Regions from separate parts of the Mus musculus genome. Here region 1 is linked to region 2. Evidence: chromatin contacts called from public promoter capture Hi-C data. All regions are on one chromosome and are shown on one strand. Each heading gives the region's core, a stretch centred on a gene start, on an enhancer-like site or on the middle of the called end of the contact. The rest is flanking DNA. Distances are from core to core; before and after follow the strand shown. Region 1 holds the start of Serpinc1 (serine (or cysteine) peptidase inhibitor, clade C (antithrombin), member 1). Region 2 has its middle 22 kb from the start of Gm24988.

The links. Promoter capture Hi-C pulls out the DNA fragments that hold promoters and counts their contacts.
Region 1: a promoter capture Hi-C map of liver shows a contact between it and region 2. The contact joins the promoter of Serpinc1 here to the enhancer-like site in region 2. A contact is called at or near these places in 4 of 39 promoter capture datasets (embryonic stem cells, liver, stem cell-derived epiblast-like cells and 1 more), 4 of 484 Hi-C or Micro-C datasets (embryonic stem cells and liver) and 3 of 9 other capture datasets (adipose tissue, liver and pancreatic islet).

The regions. Positions count from the first base shown.
Region 1 is chr1:160,976,759-160,981,513 of GRCm38.p6, reverse strand. Serpinc1 (serine (or cysteine) peptidase inhibitor, clade C (antithrombin), member 1) reads right to left here and starts at 2,931. Exons shown (of 8, transcript NM_080844.5): 1 at 2,799-2,931. It overlaps LOC115487665 (a small nucleolar RNA gene), which reads left to right and starts at 974; the gene lies at 974-1,111.
Region 2 is chr1:160,852,141-160,857,073 of GRCm38.p6, reverse strand. No RefSeq gene overlaps it. Among named protein-coding and RNA genes, the nearest start is that of Gm24988, 22 kb to the left of the region's middle. Within about 2 kb of position 1,458, at least 27 of the 459 cell types and tissues checked have an H3K27ac peak or open chromatin away from gene starts, as enhancers often do. A contact at or near this core is called in liver, where this site is marked.

The DNA of each region.
Region 1 (4,755 bases), core at 1,682-4,181, 120 kb before region 2:
CTTCACCTTTGATGGTTTCACTGTGCAGTACAATCTGGGCTAGCTGGCCCTGGAGCCTCTGGGCAACTCTAGCTCTGCTCCTCATCTCACTACTGGAGTTGTGGCATTTCAGATGGGTACCACTGCAATTGTCTTTTCATGAGGTTCCAGGAATGAATTCAGGTTGCCACTCTGACCCACTGAATCATCTTCCTGCCTTCTGATATACTCGTGTCAGGTAAAAATTTGGGGGAGAATTCCCCTACTTATCTGTAGAACCGTTTCTCTCCATTCTGAGTGGAAACAAGATTGGAAAGCATACATCGGGTCTTCCAGTGACATTGAAAGAATATTAACGTTTACTTCCCCTCTAATTTTTGGGACCTCCTTCAGGTCATTAATTCCTTTCTACAGCAGCCTCCAGTCTACATAAATCACCGTGAGCAGGTCATTAACTGGCCTTTGCCTGCTGCCCTCATGCCCTAGGCTGTGGTGTTCTTGTCTTTGGTAGCTCAGACCCTCCTATGGTTACTGAGTAACTCCCTTCCATAGAGCTTTGGCAAAACACAGAGCCTCAAAGCAAGGGCATGCCTAGCTCCTCTGGATTGTCGAAGAAGAAGGACCTTAGGGTAATAACAGCATCTTCGGGTGGTAATTAAGGTGGGATGAAGCTTATCAAGAGCAAGCCCGGCATTATCATGTTGGCTGCTTTTCCCAGGGTCTTGAAGCATCTTACTGGAATTTGCCCCGGTCCTCGGTACAGCTAGAAAGTTCAGTTTGGGTTTCAGTGAAATCAAACCACAAGAGCAAATATTTATTGAACATGCTCAGTGCACACAGCTGTGGGCTCTGAATGAGATAGGACTCAATAAACATTTATGTTTGAAGAGGTACAGATTTTTTTTTTCTGATTTAGCAGTTGATACTTCCTTAATGGAGAGATTATTAAGACTTTTTAAAAAATAGGCATTACTGATTCTTGAGGACAGAAATACCCCCCGGGCAATGGGCAAAGAGACACCTATGGCAGTGGTGTTCTTATATCAGTCAGGGGCAGAGTGGATGGCAGTTATTCATCCTAGATTAATGCCTGGTTTGATGGCCAAAGCTGTTTCATGCCTAGGGCACATAAATAAATAAATAAATAACAACAAACAAACAAACAAACAAACAAATAAATATTAATCAAGGCTGGGAGGTAGTCAAGAGCAACTTGGGGAAAAAGCTCATTGCATGTACATTAGCTCAGAAGTTGTAGGAGATAAGAGAAAACCACAGAAGAAAAGCAGAGTGCAAAGTCAGGGAGAGTGGCAGAATTCCCAGTGACACGGGGATGACATAGTTTGACCTCGAAGCAGCAGGAAGAAACGTGGCTAAAGCTAGGACGAAGGTGTGTGCTGTGATGACAGCAGCTGAGTTATAGACTACCTCGCCTTTCACACATCTTCCAAGCCTTGCTTTAGAAAACCCTTATAAGTTCATTTAAGGGACAAGGAGGGCATGAGGGTATGGGAATGACTGTATCATGGTAACCATCAGAACTAGTTAAGGAGCTGAAGCCCAGGCCAGAAATGGCTCAGCAGTAGAGATGTCAGCAGGACCACTGACAACTCTTCCAGAGTACCCAGGTTCAATTCCCAGCACCCACATAGCAGCTCCCCTCTCTAACTTCACTTCCAGAAGAGATGGTGCTTTTTCCTAGCATCACTGGGTACTGCATGCATGTGCTTCAGACATGACATGTGTATGCAAAAACAAACAAAACCCACAACAACAAAACAAAAACAAAACAACAAAAAACAAAAGCCACCGAGCACCACCGGCACACCTTTAATCCCAACACTTGGGAGGCAGAGGCAGGTGGATTTCTGAGTTTGAGGCCAGCCTGGTCTACAGAGTGAGTTCCTGGACAGCCAGGGCTACACAGAGAAACCCTGTCTCAAAACAAAAACAAAAACAAACAAAAAAGCCTAATACAGATTAAAGTATAATACCCCAAACTACAAGAGGCCCTTCTGCCATGGGGAAACAGGCATGCCATGCTTTGAGTCTAGGTGTACCCTAACTATCCAGGGAGTAAAAGGTTTAGTTTAGACATATGACACAGAGACAAAGAGGTACAAGAGAGCACCTTTAGGTCCTAACTGGGCTTGGGAGGTTAGGAGTATGTATGACAGACTAAAATCACTATAGGTTTTCCTTTCAACTATTCCCAAGGGCTTTGATGCCATGAAAAGGATGTCCAAACAGATCTACTGTTTGGTCAAGGGGACTAAGGAGTTCTGTCATCTGTCTTCAAGTCACCACACAGAACCAGCCTATTGCCCAACTCCTCTCCTACTTCAACCACTGGGCTGGTTCAGGCCCTAATTTCGTGTAAGCCGATTGCAATTGGGAACCTAGCCTCACTTTAAACAGATTCAGCATGCCAATGTCCAGCTTCACATCTGTATTGGTATTGGTATTTAACTGAGAAGTATAAAGCTGCTCAGCAGCTAGGTCCATTTTTCTTGCAGGGAATCCAGGATTGATTCCCAGCACCTACATGGTGGGCTACAACCATGCGGAACTCCAGTTCCAGGGGATTCAATACTGACTTCTACAGACACCAGGCACACATATGGTGCACATACATACAATAAATCTTCAAATAGAAAAAAAAAAAAAACAAGACCCAAAACAAACAACAACCTAAACTCCTTCAGGCCTCATTGAGACTCATTCGTTTTGTAGCTGCTCACGCTGCACAGGAACCCTGACTTCCATTTAAGGCACCTGCTTCTTCCGATGTGAACCCAGCTAAGAATCACCCTACTCACCTCTCCCCTTAAAGTCTTCAGGTAGATATGTCTTCTGATTATGTCTTATATCTCACCACTTCACTAAAATGTCTCAGATACAAATCAGATCTATTTCTAAAATTACCTATTATGGCGAGTCTTACGCAAGTGTGCTCTTTGGCCACACTGAACACGAGTATCATCTGTGATCATGTGCCTCCAAGCCCCACCCCAGACCCGCTGAAACAGACTGCACCTTACCAAGGGCCCCAGTGAACACCATGCACATGGGAGAGGCATGCATAATTTTTTCAATAATTGTGAATAAAGAGGCACAAATCTAGATTTTGTATTTCCTTGCATACTACCTTCTGCTTATATTTTCTTTACCATCAGGACAAGGCCATTTTATTTTTAGTTTTGAGACAGGTCTCATGTAACTCAGGGCCTTGAACTTGCCAGTGTAGCTCAAGCTGGCTGGCCTTGAACTTGATCTAACCTGGAACTAGAGAGTAGTGCCACCACACTTTGGCATGGTCTACAGCCCTTGCCATCTGATCCTACCTCCTCTTTTATCCTTGGATTCAAGGGAAGCTGGGTGGGGGCTGGTAGCATGGCCTGTTCCTGGAGCTTTGGTGGGGTAGTAAAAGCTACAAGCAACACCTCTTCAGCTGCCTGTCTATAGTAGTTGTAATGAAGATCCCCATTTCAACTCAGTCCCTTCCCTCAGAATTCATATACCCTATCTTCCCTTACTAGGACAGCTTAGGACTCTCTAACATCCTAGTCCCCTCTCCATACTTCAACTCGCTCATGTCTTACCTTCACTGTGGTTTCCTTGGGAGATCTTCACCAGCCAAACAAAGTTAAATACACACACACACACACACACACACACACACACACAGAGTTTTCTTTGGGGATGGTGCTAGAGATCAAACTTAGGGCCTTGTACAATGAAGTTGTCTTGTCCAGTCTCACAGCTTCTTGTTCTGAAGATGACAATTCGTTGATAATTAATGTTGTCATCATCTTATTGAGTCAAAGGCTCACTATGCACCCCTGACTAGCCTGGCACTGAACTCTTCACATCAGGCTGGCCTTGAGACTTGCCTGCCACTGTCTCCTAACCTCTGGGAATGAAGCTGTACTACCATAGCCATCAAGATTAAGGTATCTAAAAAGCCTGTGCAAAGTTCCACAATTAGAGCTCATTGATGGCAGAAAGTACTTTTGTCTTCTATTTTGTTAAGCATATGGACGTTTAGTAGTTGATAAATTCACTTTTTGTTTTGGGATATGGTGCAGCCCAGCCTGGCCTGGAATTTACTATGTAATATAAGTGGCTTCCAACTCTTGTTCACCAGGGTACTTCATTTATGGGCCGCCACCATCTCCTGCCTGACTACTTTTTTGGAGTGTGGGCGTGTATGTAGGTGAGACAGGACTGTCCTGAAACTTGCTATGTAGATCAGCCTTGACCTTGAGCTCAGAGGTCCATCTGCCTCTGCCGCTAAGAACTGGGATTAAGGTAGGACATCATGCCTAACCACTTTCTTCCCAATGTTTTATTTTTTGATTTACTTACATACTGACCAGTTTTCCCTTCCTCCCACCCAGTCACCCCACCCCACTTCTCTTCAGAAAAGGGGAGGCCTCCCACGGATATCAACCAGCTTTGGCAGATCATGTTGCTGTAAAACTAGGTGCATCTTCTATTGAGGCAGCTCAGTAAGGGGAAAAAAAAAGAGTCCCAAAGGTAGGCTGCAAGAGTCAGAGACAGCTGCTGCTCCTGCTGTTAGGAGTCCCACATGAAAAAGCAAGCTACACAACTGTTACAGATGTGGAGAGAGTCAGTTCCTTGCATGCCTCGTGGTTCAGTCTCTGTGAGGCCCTCTGAGCTTAGGTTAATAGATTCTATCAGATTTCTGTGCTGTCCTTGACCCCTCTGGCTCCTACAACTTTTCCTCCCACTCTTCCATCTATCCTTTCTTAA
Region 2 (4,933 bases), core at 209-2,708:
TTGGTTACCTGTTCCCTTTGCTCTTTTAGCCAGTCTTTTGGCCCAGGCATCTCCTCTTGGTCAGGGGATCATCTCTTGCTCTACCTCCCTGTCTCTCTTCACTTGGCCCAGCTCCGCCTGACCATATTCACTCTGGACTCTTCCAGATACCTACCTCTGCCTCTGTCCATACCTGTGGCTCTGCTCTCCCCTCTGGCTACAGTAAACCTTACCATTCTTTGACCTCTCAAGCTATGCTTTTTACTTTTTTTTTTTTATAATTTAGAGATTTATTTTTTATTGCTTTAAAACTATGTATTGCTATATGTGTCTGCACGTGGGCATGTTCACTGAGTTCACATGCCCAAAAGAAGCCAGAAGCAGCAGATCCTTCTAAAGCTGGAGTTTCAGATCGATGTGAATTGCCTAATGTGGATGTTAGGAGCCCAATGCTCTGAAGATGCAAAAAGTGCTCTTAGCTGAGACAGTTCTCCAGATGCAGGCTAAGCTTTTTATTGGGTCTGATATTGCCATACCAGGGGCCAGGATAGGAGAGTATCCTCTGGATTGCTCACAAAGCATCTAGCCAGCCTGCTTAGAGAACCAGAGTGTGTGTGTGTGTGTGTGTGTGTGTGTCAAAGTCATCTGCACCAATCACAACAAAGGAAGACAGTGTAAGCTTCAGCTACAACCCAGTCCCCGACACCAGCCAATCACAACAGTCCCTCCCTCATACCAGTTACGGGCCTTTTGCTGGGCCACCAAGTGAGGTCCTCCAGCTATAGTCTGGGTGAAAAGATCTCAATGGTGAGTGGGGTCATCTAGAATTCATGGTGGCATGTCATGGCACACAGTCTGGTCTAAACAGTTTGAAATAGTTGTGGCCTGCCCAGCCTTGGTGCCTTCTGAAGTTAGAGCTGGCCTTCAAGAGGACGCAGCTCTGACTGTAGTGAAGGCATCTGTCCTGAAGTCGCCTGTGCGGTGTTCAAAGCAGCTGCTGTTGGCATGATCGCGGTCCAGCTGGCTGCTGGACAACAGGGCTTTGTTCAATTCGGCCAGGGAACAAGGAGGATCAGAGATGCTTCTAACAGCTATCATTTAGAAAGCTCGATCACTCAGCTGCCAGTATCTTAGCTTATCTAAAATAGATAGTAAGAGGGCTGTTTACCATAAAAAAAAAAAAAACTTTATCACTAGCATTAAAAGTGTTTTGACAGAATGTAACAGTGTCTAATTCTTGCCCCCATATCACCAGAAGATTAGAAGATTAGAAGATTCCAAAGCCAATCTCCCAGCCTGGCATCAAAAAATCATATGTAAGACTGAATTTTGTTTCTGGGACTCTCTTTTTGTTCTTTTACGTTTATTTAGTTAGCATGTGTGTGTGTGTGTGTGTGTGCATGTGTGTGCACACTCATGTCATAGGTCATAGGACAGCTTGCAGACTTTGTTCTTTTCTTTCTACCATGGTTCTGAGGATCCAACCCAGGCTGTTAGGCTAAGTGTCAAGCGGCTGTGCCCTCTGATCCATCTTGCCAACCCTGGGATTTCTTTTTCTAAAAGTATGAAGTTTCATGGTTTTAATAATATCTCGGAGGAACAGGTATGGTAGGCTATATCTGTAATTTAAGCTCTTGGGAGATAGAGGCAGGAGAATTATGAATTCAATGACAGATTTATCTGGGGCTTAACTAGATACTGAGCTCAAGGCCGATATGGGCTACATGAGATCTTGTATCAAAGGAAACACACACACACACACACCCCAAAACCACCACCATCAACAAACCCCGCATTGTGTACACTTAGCACATTTTGCAACACGTTTTCACACTAACAAACAGGAGAGACACTGGCATCCCTTTCTACTTTTGTTTTTTTGAGATAGGGTCTCACTATGTAGCTCTGGCTGTCCTGAGCTACATACTCATTATGTAGTAGAGGCTGGCCTCAAACTCATAGAGACATGCCTGCCTCTGCCTCCAGAGTGCTAGATTAAAGCTGTGTGGCACCATGCCTGGCTTGGCATTACTTTTTAGATATAGAAAAGGAGATTAACTGATTTTCCACAGTTTTTAATCATTAACAAATGGCAAAGACAAGGAAGAAAGGTTAAAGTTCTCTCAAAGTCTCCTGCCTATTTTGGGTCTGTAGTCTAGGGTTTATTCCAGCAGCTAAACCATCACCCTTTTAAGTACTAGCTACTGTCTGGATATTTTCTGTTGGTCTGAGTAGAGCCCTGCATGAGAATAACTAGGGATTTCATAAGCAGACTAGCTTTAAACACTCACAATTATGAGACATCTAGAACGTTAACATGAATGACCTAATGTTTTAAATTTCAAGTATCCTCTCTTTTGATTATGGGTCATTCTAGTTTTAGAACATTTAATGTTTTTGAAACTCAGGGCTATGCAGTTTAGAAAGATGGTTCTCTTTAACTCTTGCCACCTGGAGCTAGAAATGATCTAGATCACCTAGTGCCCTCTGCTGTAGCAAGCGCGGAAAAGCAAATGACTAACTACTCCAGGATCTAATTTCTACTAAGAAACAGGTATTCAATCCCAATTTTATAGGAATTCTTTTTTTTTTTTCAGGCTGGCCTCGAACTCAGAAATCCGCCTGTCTCTGCCTCCCAAGTACTGGGATTATAGGAATTCTTTATTTATAGGTGTTTTATATTACAAGTGAATTTTTCATTTCTAATAATTTAGTGGCCAAATGAGAGGACATTAAAAATATTTAACTTATTTGTGCTTTGGTTTATTCTAGTCATACTCATATGAAATCTATTGTGGCATGCTAGGACACCTTTTAAAAAATATTTATTTATTTCATTTATATGAGTATACTGTTGCTTTCTTCAGACACACCAGAAGAAGGCATTGGATCCCATTACAGATGGTTGTGAGATACCATTCGGTTGCTGGGAATTTGAACTCAGGACCTCTGGAAAAGCATTAGTGCTCTTCACCGTTGAGCCATCTCTCCAGCCCTGCTATTGCTATGACACTTTCAATTGTCTCTCTGTGATAGTGTTTTTTCTAAAGCAGACTTTCTCAACCATCCTAATGCTGTGACCCATTTAATATAGTTCCTGATGGCATGGTGACCCCCAACTATAAAATTATTTTCATTGCTAATTCATAACTGTGATTTTGCTACAGTTATGAATCATAAAATAAATAAATATGTTTCTGATGATTTTAGGCCTCCTTGGTGAAAGGGTCATTTGACCCCCAAATGGTTTGTGACCCACAGGCTGAGAACCACTGCTCTAGAGCCTTTCCTGAATATTCAGCAGTTCAATAATCTATCTGCCTGCTCACTCCAGATTGCAATTTTTACTCAAAATACACTGGAGAGTTTATAGGAGCTTAGACGTTTCAGCAAGTTATGAGTTCAAATCCAGGCTCTGCACTTCAAGTTACTTTAATTTTTTTTTTTCCGAGACAGGGTCTCTCTTTGTAACCTGGCTGTCCTGTTACTCACAGAGATCCAATGGCCTCTGCCTCCCAACACTGGGTAAGTTACTCATTCTTTAAAAGGCTTTGTCTTAGCTAGGGTTTCTATTGCTCCAATGAATGCCATGACCAAAGCAACTTGGGAAGGAAAGGGTTTATTCAGTTTAGGCTTCCACAATACAACCCATCATCAAAGGAAATCAGGACAGGAATTCAAACAGGGCAGGAACCTGGATGGAGGCAGGAGCTGAAGTAGAGGCCACGGAGGAGGTGCTGCTTACTGGCTTGTTCTTCATGCCTTACTCAGCCTGCTTTCTTATAGAATCCAGGACCAACAGGCCAAATGTGGCACCACCCACAATGGGTTGGGTCCTCCCCCATCACTGCTAACCAAGAAAATGCACTACAGCCTTGCCTACAACCAGGTTTTATGGAAGCATTTTCTCAACTGAGGCTCCCTCCTCTCTGTTGACTCCAGCCTGTATTAAGTTGCCATAAAACTAGCCAGGACAAGGTTAGTTATCTATAGAATGAGGAAAATGTAGCCTAAGGTATAGAGTCATTGGGTGGTGGTGGTGGGGGTTGTTAAATGGCATAACACAAAGGTTACACCATAGTACTTATGACCAATTGTTCTGTTGTCATTAGTTTTATTGTTTTTAGTGTAAGTTGACTTACGTAGGCTCTGTCTTGAGTATTGTATTTGTCTACTGAGTGAACACTTTGGAAAACCAATCTGATTGTTGCTGTATTTGATAGACTTTACAAACTGTATTTTTAAAATAAAAATCTGTCTCCAAAGGGCTGTGCAATGCTGTGTTGTGGGTAGGGCACAGCCAGTAGAATCATGATTTTCTAGTTGCTATGGCTGCCTGCTATGAGTCTACACACAAAAAATGGGTCTATCAGTAGTCAAGCATCCCTCAGATAGAATTCCACAGGACAATACTTCTCTCAATAACATACTGGCTACTAATGGACTCTGGGGGAGGGTAGTCATTGTCTACAGTAAAGAAGTCACTTGATATGCACTCACTGATAAGTGGATATTAGCCTAGAATACCCAAGATACAATTTCCAAAACACAAGAAAATCAAGAAAGAAGACAAATTCGTGGATGCTTCATTCCTCCCTAGAATAGGGAATAAAATATCCATGGAAGGAGTTGCAGAGACAAAGTTTGGAGCTAAGACAAAAGGATGGGCCATCCAGAGACTGCCCCAACCCAGGGGTCCATCCCATAATCAGCCACCAAACGCAGACACTATTGCATATACCAGCAAGATTTTGCTGAAGGGACCCTGATATAGCTGTCTCCTGTGAGGCTTTGCCAGTGCCTGGAAAATACAGAAGTGGATGTTCACAGTCATCTATAGGATGGAACACAGGGCCCCCAATGGAGGAGCAAGAGAAAGTACCCAAGGAGCTGAAGGGATCTGCAACCCTATAGGTGGAACAATATGAACTAACTAGTACCCCCAGAGCTCGTG